Linked DNA regions of Sus scrofa: region 1 is linked to region 2. Evidence: chromatin contacts called from public HiChIP or PLAC-seq data. All regions are on one chromosome and are shown on one strand. Each heading gives the region's core, a stretch centred on a gene start, on an enhancer-like site or on the middle of the called end of the contact. The rest is flanking DNA. Distances are from core to core; before and after follow the strand shown.

Evidence for each region. HiChIP or PLAC-seq counts read pairs in DNA pulled down with a chosen protein or histone mark.
Region 1: a contact with region 2 is called in an H3K27ac HiChIP or PLAC-seq map of alveolar macrophages. The contact joins two enhancer-like sites. A contact is called at or near these places in 2 of 47 Hi-C or Micro-C datasets (heart right ventricle and subcutaneous adipose tissue) and 1 of 2 datasets of contacts at active chromatin or transcription factors (alveolar macrophages).

What each region holds. Positions count from the first base shown.
Region 1 is chr15:105,327,641-105,331,632 of Sscrofa11.1, reverse strand. It overlaps ALS2 (alsin), which reads left to right. Exons shown (of 34, transcript XM_021076185.1): 34 at 1,556-2,916. The coding sequence ends at 1,594. Among named protein-coding and RNA genes, the nearest start is that of MPP4, 9.7 kb to the right of the region's middle. Within about 2 kb of position 2,437, at least 12 of the 83 cell types and tissues checked have an H3K27ac peak or open chromatin away from gene starts, as enhancers often do. A contact at or near this core is called in alveolar macrophages, where this site is marked.
Region 2 is chr15:104,821,197-104,825,481 of Sscrofa11.1, reverse strand. The region is part of intron 7 of CFLAR (CASP8 and FADD like apoptosis regulator); the gene reads right to left. Among named protein-coding and RNA genes, the nearest start is that of CFLAR, 24 kb to the right of the region's middle. Within about 2 kb of position 1,706, at least 43 of the 83 cell types and tissues checked have an H3K27ac peak or open chromatin away from gene starts, as enhancers often do. A contact at or near this core is called in alveolar macrophages, where this site is marked.

The sequences.
Region 1 (3,992 bases), core at 1,188-3,687, 510 kb before region 2:
TTACTGTCACTGGAATAGATAAATGCCTTAGAGAAGGGATAGCCCCCATATAGGCAGTATTATAATGGAAACCTCACATATGAAAATGGAAACATCAAACACAAAAATGGAAAAGAAAAGAGTTATTTAATAAATGGTCAAAGTATTGGAATAGCTTATTAGCTGTTTTGGAGGGAGGGTTGGAATCAAGAGTGGAATCATTCATATAGCAAATTACAGATGCCTTAAGGTTTAAATGTACACGAAGGGAGTGAGACGAGAAGATAGGCAAGTTAAAATGAGAAAAATACTAGAACTTAATGTCAGGGTTTCAGGCTTGGGCTAATTATTTAAACTTTTTGACTTAACTAAACTTGAAAAAGGTGGGGGCCACTGGGGAAAATATTGGCTACCAATAACTTACATTATTAGTATTTCTGTTATATGAAGAGCATCTCTAAACATATCACCAAGGAAGAAACTGAATTTTAATACATTTATATATAGGAAGATGCTCAACCTCACTGCCAATTTAAAGAAGGCGTCATTTCGTCTCTGCTCAATTAGCAAAAATGTTACAGAATTATACCCAGTGAAGTCAGAATCAGTCCCACATTGCCGATAATGGAATAAATAGCAATCACCGTTTTGGTTTCGTTTGTTTTCTTTCTTTCTTTTCCTTTTTATGCCACACTTGCAGCATATGGAAGTTCCCGGGCTAGGGGTTGAATCAGAGCTGCAGCTGCCGACCTACATCACAGCCACAGCAGTGCCAGATCCAAGCCGCATCTGCAGCCTACCCTGCAGCTTGCAGCAGCACCAGATCTCTAGCCCACTGAGCAAGGCCAGGGATCCAACCCTCATCCTCACAGACGCTATGTCAGGTTCTTAACCCACTGAGCCACAATGGGAACTCCAGCAGTCACCTTTTGAAAAAAACAATTGTTATTAATACTTATATCAACAACCTCAAAAATGTTGGTAGAGTTTGAGTGTCCTAATCCTGGAGATTTATCCCAAGAAATTAAAGAATGGAAAATATTGTGTATTATTTGTATGAGGTGTTCTTTGTGTAAGAGTAACTCCCAAACCTGGATACTTTCAGAATCACTTGGAGATGCTTCTTCAAAATGCATTCCTGGAAATTCTGACTCCGTAGGTCTGGAATGATGCTTAATCTCAACCAGTGTGGTTATCAAACATGCTGGGTGATTTTGATTACAGTCGTTTGTATACATTAAACTGATCACCAACATATGCTCAATGTCTGTTCAATAGTGGCTTAGCAAATTAAGGTATTTCTGCTTAATGAAGAATATTATACAGCTTGTAAAAATTTTTTTGTCCGTTTTAGAGTTAGAGGGAATTTTACGAAATTTTAGCTCTACTAATTATAACTCGGAAAAATAGACATGGGCTGGGGAGGAGGACCGGCAGAAACAGGGAAATGAAAGCACCTGATTTTGTTGAGCTATCAGTATTCATAAGGAGTTTCTGTTCTTGGTCTCATGTGCATTGTTATGTTTATGTAATTTCTTTTCAAGTAAGTTTGAAATGGTTGTGAACTTTTTTTCAGGCATGTTACTACCAGATCCAGCGTGAGAAGCTTAACTAGGCTGCATAACAGCTTGACAACTGGATTATCTATTCAGAGTGTTTTAGCACCATCTGCCATCTTCCTGTGGTGGCAAACAAAGAATGGTGTTGAAATGAGGACGTTGTATTATTTTGGTTGTTGTTTCTGAGCCTTGCTAATGATTGGAGCTCTGAGCCCAGACTAAAAGTAGTTGAAGGGGAGGATTGACAAGGAGGAAGAAATCAGATCGACTTTAGTCCCTGGCCTACGTTAAGTTCCCCAAATATGCATCTACTGTTGAAAAAAAGAGGCTCTCCCTTCCTACAGTAAAGAGTATGCCAGCTCATGAAGTTGTAAGAAAAAACTCTCAGTATAGCTTCTTCTATTAAGGAAGTGAATGAATATTTTTGAGCTTCCGGTTTGCCTGCAGTTACCCCAGACCCTTTGCAAGGAGCAGATTGTACTGGAAACTACAGTCGCCACACTCTGCCTTCCTCAATTCCTTGCAGTCATGTGTGCACCATTTCTTCTTTGCTGAGGGAGGGGAAAGAGGAACTTTTAAACTGCAGTTTTAACTTTTTTAAGCTTTTCCACCAGGGTATTCATGATGGGAGAGGTTCTGTGCCGTTAGTACCACACCGTAACCCCCAGCATGGAGCACGTCCAAATAGGAGCCTTCTGCCTCCTGACTAGGAAAGTACGTAGGAATTTTGTTCTTGGATTCCTTACAAGGCTACAGAGTGAATACACTGGAATTCTGACACTGGCTCTGAGCTGCTACGGAACCCCATTCATCCATGTGCAAACGCTGTATCCCGAGGCCTGTGAATGAGAGCCTGAAGAGCTTCGGCATGCAGGCTATGTTCGGAGCAGGACTAGAGACTGGGAAATACGGAAGCAAGAACCGCATCTGTCCTTGACCTGGTATTGTGGTCCTCCCCATACCTCGCACTGAACTCACAGAGGGGAAGGAAAAGGAAACACGCTTTGGCTTTTCCCCTATCAAAAGTGTTGTGACCCCTCGATCTTTTAACCTTCTAGTGTTTCGCTTTGGGCCTTTTTTTTTTTTTTTTTTTTTTTGAATGTCCTGTTATAAGTGGTTGGTTTACATTGTTCAAGTAACACTAGTAGCTGTTTGAGATAACATAGGTGCTCTTCCCGTCTCATCTCCTCCACACCAGAGTGAGCGTACGGAGTATTCTCCTGCTTTATGTTAACATCAGCAGATGTTAATCAATTTTCAAAAAGGATCATGGTTTCTGCTCTACTTTATAATCAAGACAAGTGTTTATTAAAATACTGTTTCGGAATGTTGGCTGTAATGTAACAGCAATTTTCATAATAAAAGATGTTCATCTTTACGAGGTTGTTTTATGATTGCAAAAGAAATGAAACAGGGCAGCCTAAAAATTTAAAAGAAACCCAAGTTTAGTTTTTTGGGGTGGATGAGGTTTCCCTGCATTGGAATCTGTGCCTCTTTGTAGAGGCCTCAGATCCCACTGGGGTTTTAGAGATCTCTCTAAAATAAACATAAACGTGGGAGTTCCCATTGGCTCAGCAGTAATGAACCCAACTATTATCCATGAGGATGCAGGATTGATCCCTGGTCCTACTTGGTGGGTTAAGGATCTGGTATTGCTGTGAGCTGCAGTGTAGGTCACAGATGTGGCTCGGATCTGGCTTTGCTGTAGCTGTGGTGTAGGCCGGTAGCTGTAGCTCTGATTTGACCCCTAGCCTGGGAACTTCCATATACCGTAGGTGTGGCCCTAAAAAGCTAATAATTAGTTAAACATAAACATAATAGTGTCTTTGCTGACAAAGAACAAATTAATTTTCAGACCCTAATAAGCTGAGGACAAGAGTCTTAAAAAGAAATACTAGTATTATTTCTTTGAATAAAAGACATATTTTGATAGTTACAGGTTAAATTTTTTCCCCTACACAGATTCAGGGAAGGAAAACAAGAGGATTTAAAATTTTGGCTAGAAATATGAGGCCTTAGTTAATTGTATACCAGTTGTAATGTCACTTTAGGGAGCGTTTACTTCTCACTGCTGCTTCCTACCAGAATATACCCGCCCATTACTGGAAAGGGACCAAAACAAAGATTTGTTTATGTTAAACACTTTATGTTTCCATTAGGAATTGTTTTGATTTTTGGAATAAACAAATTCCACATTTGTCTCATAAAGGTAAGTTTACTAAATGTCTTTGATCCTAACTTAAGAGGGAAAAACAGAGATAACTGTGGAAGTGGACAAAGAAAAACTTGAAATTCACTAAAAAGTTTTCAAATGATGTTAAGCTGTCTCAGTTCTAAGAGAAACATAATTCATCCTTTTATTAGAGTCTTGAATGAAACTGTTCTATTACTTTAGACTCTGTACTGTATTTATACTTTACAGGGAAAGTATAAATATGAATTAAACATTAAAAT
Region 2 (4,285 bases), core at 457-2,956:
CCTTGTCTGAGGGATGCCTCCAGTTCTCAATTCATTTTCAAGGCAGAAAAGCTGTTCTGGCCTAAGCCCAGAGGTAAAACAAGAATCTTCCCATTCAGGTTGTCACCCAAACAATTAGCCACTTCTCTGGATTTGTTTCCATGTGTCATGACTACGTACCCACTTCTCTTCCTCCCCTGAGGTATGGTCGTCCAGGAGTCTACCACTGCACTCACCCCAAACCCAACAACACAACAGTGTCCAGAGCAGAGATAACTTCCACCAAGGAACAGAGGGGCCCCACCTCATACCAGTTTGGGCGTCATACAAAGGGGTCAGGGGGAGATAAATAACTGAAGGTTATGACACATCACCCTTCACTACCGATTCTCAATTCTCCACACCAAATAAGAACAATATGAAGTATGGAGAGTCACAAATAATTCAGGATAATAACTTCAACCAATAGTTTCAACGTCTTGTCTTGCCAACTTTATCAGCGAGTATTACACTATAAAAGTGAAAGTAAGCAAATGTTATTTCTCTTCTGGCTTCTCAGCAGGAAACAGGAAAAAGATTAAAAGTTGGGAAAGAAACACAGCCTTGGGTTAACAACAAACTGGGAACTAAGCAGCCACTGGACAAACAAGAGCTGGCTCGAGTGCTCTTAATTCAATTTGGCCAGCCTATGGGCAGTATCTGGACACAATCACATACAGTCTCGTAGAACTTTCTACTCAGGAGGCTCACATCCTGCCAGATATGGCAGATTTAAATAAGTCTGTGACTCCTCGACCCTCCTTGCTTAAAAAGATAGTGTGTAATCCCCTCCCCTTGAACACAGGTAACTCGTTCCTAATGAATGGAGTGTGGCAGAAGGGCTACCACGTGACATTCAAAGTCAAATCACTAGGGGGAAGCCAGCTGCCATGTCTTGAGAACACTCCAGACAGGGCCCTGGTGCCAAACAGGTCCCCAGTGCCATGTGAAGAGGCCCACATGGAGAAGAACGCAAGCCACACACCAACTTCCCAGCCACTCGAGAAGCTCCTCCAATGCCAAGGACCCAAGCTGACATATGACAGCAACCTCTCAAGAGACTCAGGGCTGGGACAGCCTGGCTCCGTCACTTCTAAATTCCAGACCCCCAGAAGCTATGAGAGGTATAAATAAATTAGTATCGTTGTTTTAAGCTATAACATTTTGGAGCAATTTGTACACATTATGAGATAAATAATTCACTAGGTAAGTCAGCAAAAGGGAATGATAATAACCATTACCTAAGAATGGAGTGTAATTAAGCAACTTACTTTTCTCCTTCCGCCTGACCCGCAAGTAAGGTAGGGGTGAAGAAAATGAATTAAATTCATTTTTTGAAATATATATATATCAAGTAATAATAAGATACAAGCCCCCAAGAGATATAAAGAAGTTGCCAATCTCCTTAAAACCTTACAATAACTAAGTATGTTCAAGGAATGACAGTTGCTGAAAACCTATTAAGTACCTCACTTGTCAGCATAGGAGCTCAGAGTGCTAGGAGAGGTGAAGAAGCACTGCCCCCTAGGCACGGCCTCTGAGGGTGTAGGTAAGGCTTGAGATCCAGTTCTGAGCTGGGGATGACACACAGGGCTGTACCATGTACCAGGTACCAGGACAGAGCCTGGACAGGACTCAGGGGCCATCCCCACTGCTTTATTCCAAACGCTCCCTTCCGGAGTGGCACTCTCTAGTCATGGAGCACTCTCTCCTCCAGGGGGCAGAAGCGAACCGAGAAACATCAGGCTCAAAGCTCTTTTGTTTACTTAATTTCAGACTGGCTCCCTGGATCAAAACCTTCTTTTCACTGATAAGAGTGCCTCCCTTATCAAAGTCTTTGAAAGAAAGCCATAGTCTCCCTTTCCATCCTGACATGCAGAGGTCTGGAGGCAACACAGGCTGTCTTGTGCCTTAATCTCTTTTCTTTATCTGGGTTCTGGCTAGAGCAGCAGCTGGGCTGTCATAAGGCAGTCAGCAGGCAGCTGCGTGATACGAGGGTAAAAGAGGAACAGCCTTGGAAACCCAAGATGTGAGTTTCAGTCCTGGCCTCTCCACCTACTTGCTGGTCTGAACCTTGCCTGGTCCTGAAAGAAGACTGACTGACACCATGGGAATCTGAGGTCTAGGGAATCTGAGGAAGGTCTCACCTAATAGAACAGGAGGAAAAAGCCTAAAGCTGGAGGTGAAGCTAAAGGCCAAACAGGTCCCCAATGCCAAGTATAAGGCCAATAAGAACACCAAATCTAGGGCCTCAGACCAAGATGGAGCATCCCCTAAACATCCCTGTGGCAACACAGTCACTCCAGGGACACAGCCTGAAGCCATCAGGCTGGCATTTCCCATGAACATCACATCTTTCCTCTGACAGATGGTGAGGATGGATGCTGGGTGCCATTTGCAATGTTCTTTCTTGGGCTAGCAAGAAAGAATAAGGATAGAGCCCAGTCTAATTTACAGGATCAAGGGGATCACGACAGTGTGACTTTGAACAAATTACATCTGTAATTTATCCACCTATAAAATGGGATCAATACTGATGCCTCTACCATGTCCTCCAGAAGGTGGCTGTGAGGCTCCATTGAGATGTCTATAAGGACGCTTTGCAAATTGTGAGCAGTTATTCAAACATAAGATATTAATTTGAGGAGTTCCCGTCGTGGCGCAGTGGTTAACAAATCCGACTAGGAAACATGAGGTTGCGGGTTCGGTCCCTGCCCTTGCTCAGTGGGTTAATGATCCAGCGTTGCTGTGAGCTGTGGTGTAGGTTGCAGATGCGGCTCGGATCCCGCGTTGCTGTGGCTCTGGCGTAGGCCGGAGGCTACAGCTCCAACTGGACCCCTAGCCTGGGAACCTCCATATGCCGTGGGAGCGGCCCAAGAAATAGCTAAAAAAAAGACCCCAAAAAAAAAATAATTAAATAAATAAGATATTAATTTGAGGAGTTCCCATTGTGGCTCAGCAGGTTAAGAATTGATGTGGTCTTTGTGAGGATGTGGGTTTGATCTCTGGCCTCACTCAGTGGGTTAAGCAGCCAGCACCGCCACAAGCTGCAGTGTAGATGGCAGATACAGCTCGCATCGGGTGTTGCCATAGCTGTGTCATAGGTCTCAGCTGCAGCTCTAATGGAACCCCTAGCTAGGAACTTCCATTAGTTGCAGATGTGGCCATAAAAAGGAAAAAAAAAAAAGGATTAATTTTGAAGAAATAAAGGCACTTTACTACAAGTCATGGAGCTTTCTCTCACATTGGAATCTACCTCCTTAGAACCCAGAGGGAGGTCTCTACAGTCTAAACTCAAATGGACTCAGAGCAGCTAGATTTTGTGTCCTATGCATCAACAGCAACTTCCTTGTCCTTACTAGCAAATAGAGGAAGAAAAACTTGGGTGCTGAGTTTGGAAATAAAACTTCAGCAAACTGCAGAAGTCCCACTTCTCCTTCTACCCACCCTGGAAATCCCACTCCTGACCCAGCCCTGTCTCTGTAAAATTCAACTGTTCTTTAGAAATTAACTTAATGAAATCATGAGGCATTTCCTCTGGCCTTGACATCGGTACAGGGCTAGAATCAATCCTACCCACAGATTTGTGGGACTATCGAGAGGAAATCCAAAAAATTAAAACCAGTTAAATGGCATGACCCCATTCATTGAGAATGTGTTTTGATCTTAAGTGAGTTCATATTTATCTTGACAACTATCTACAAGAATGCAGTTCATTAAATAAATGTTCGGAATAAATGAGTAATTCATTAGTCTATTTACAATCACTCAAATGCCTTCAGTAAGGCCAGTTCGAATTACTATAAAACACATGAATGGGAAGGATACTGTGGAAAGGGGAGTTCTAAAGTCAAATGTGAATGGAAAATGCAAGGTTGACGAGACTTAACCAGGTTCCTTTACAGGAAGACTACTAGAAACCTTCAAGGCCAACATGCATTGCTCATCTCCTAAAGTAGAACAAATTACTCAGCATTTCCCAAATTCACTTGACCCCAAAACTCATGTTATACAAGTTCTTCTTCCTATATTACAGAAACACTGTGCTAGGAGTTTCCGTGGTGGCTCAGTGGTTAACGAATCCGACTAGGAACCATGAGGTTGCAGGTTCGATCCCCAGCCTTGCTCAGTGGGTTAAGGATCCGGGGTTGCTGTGAGCTGTGGTATAGGTCGCAGATGCAGCTTAGATCCCACATTGCTGTGGCTCTGGTGTAGGCCGGCAGCAACAGCTCCGATTGGACCCCTAGCCTGGGAATCTCCATATGCC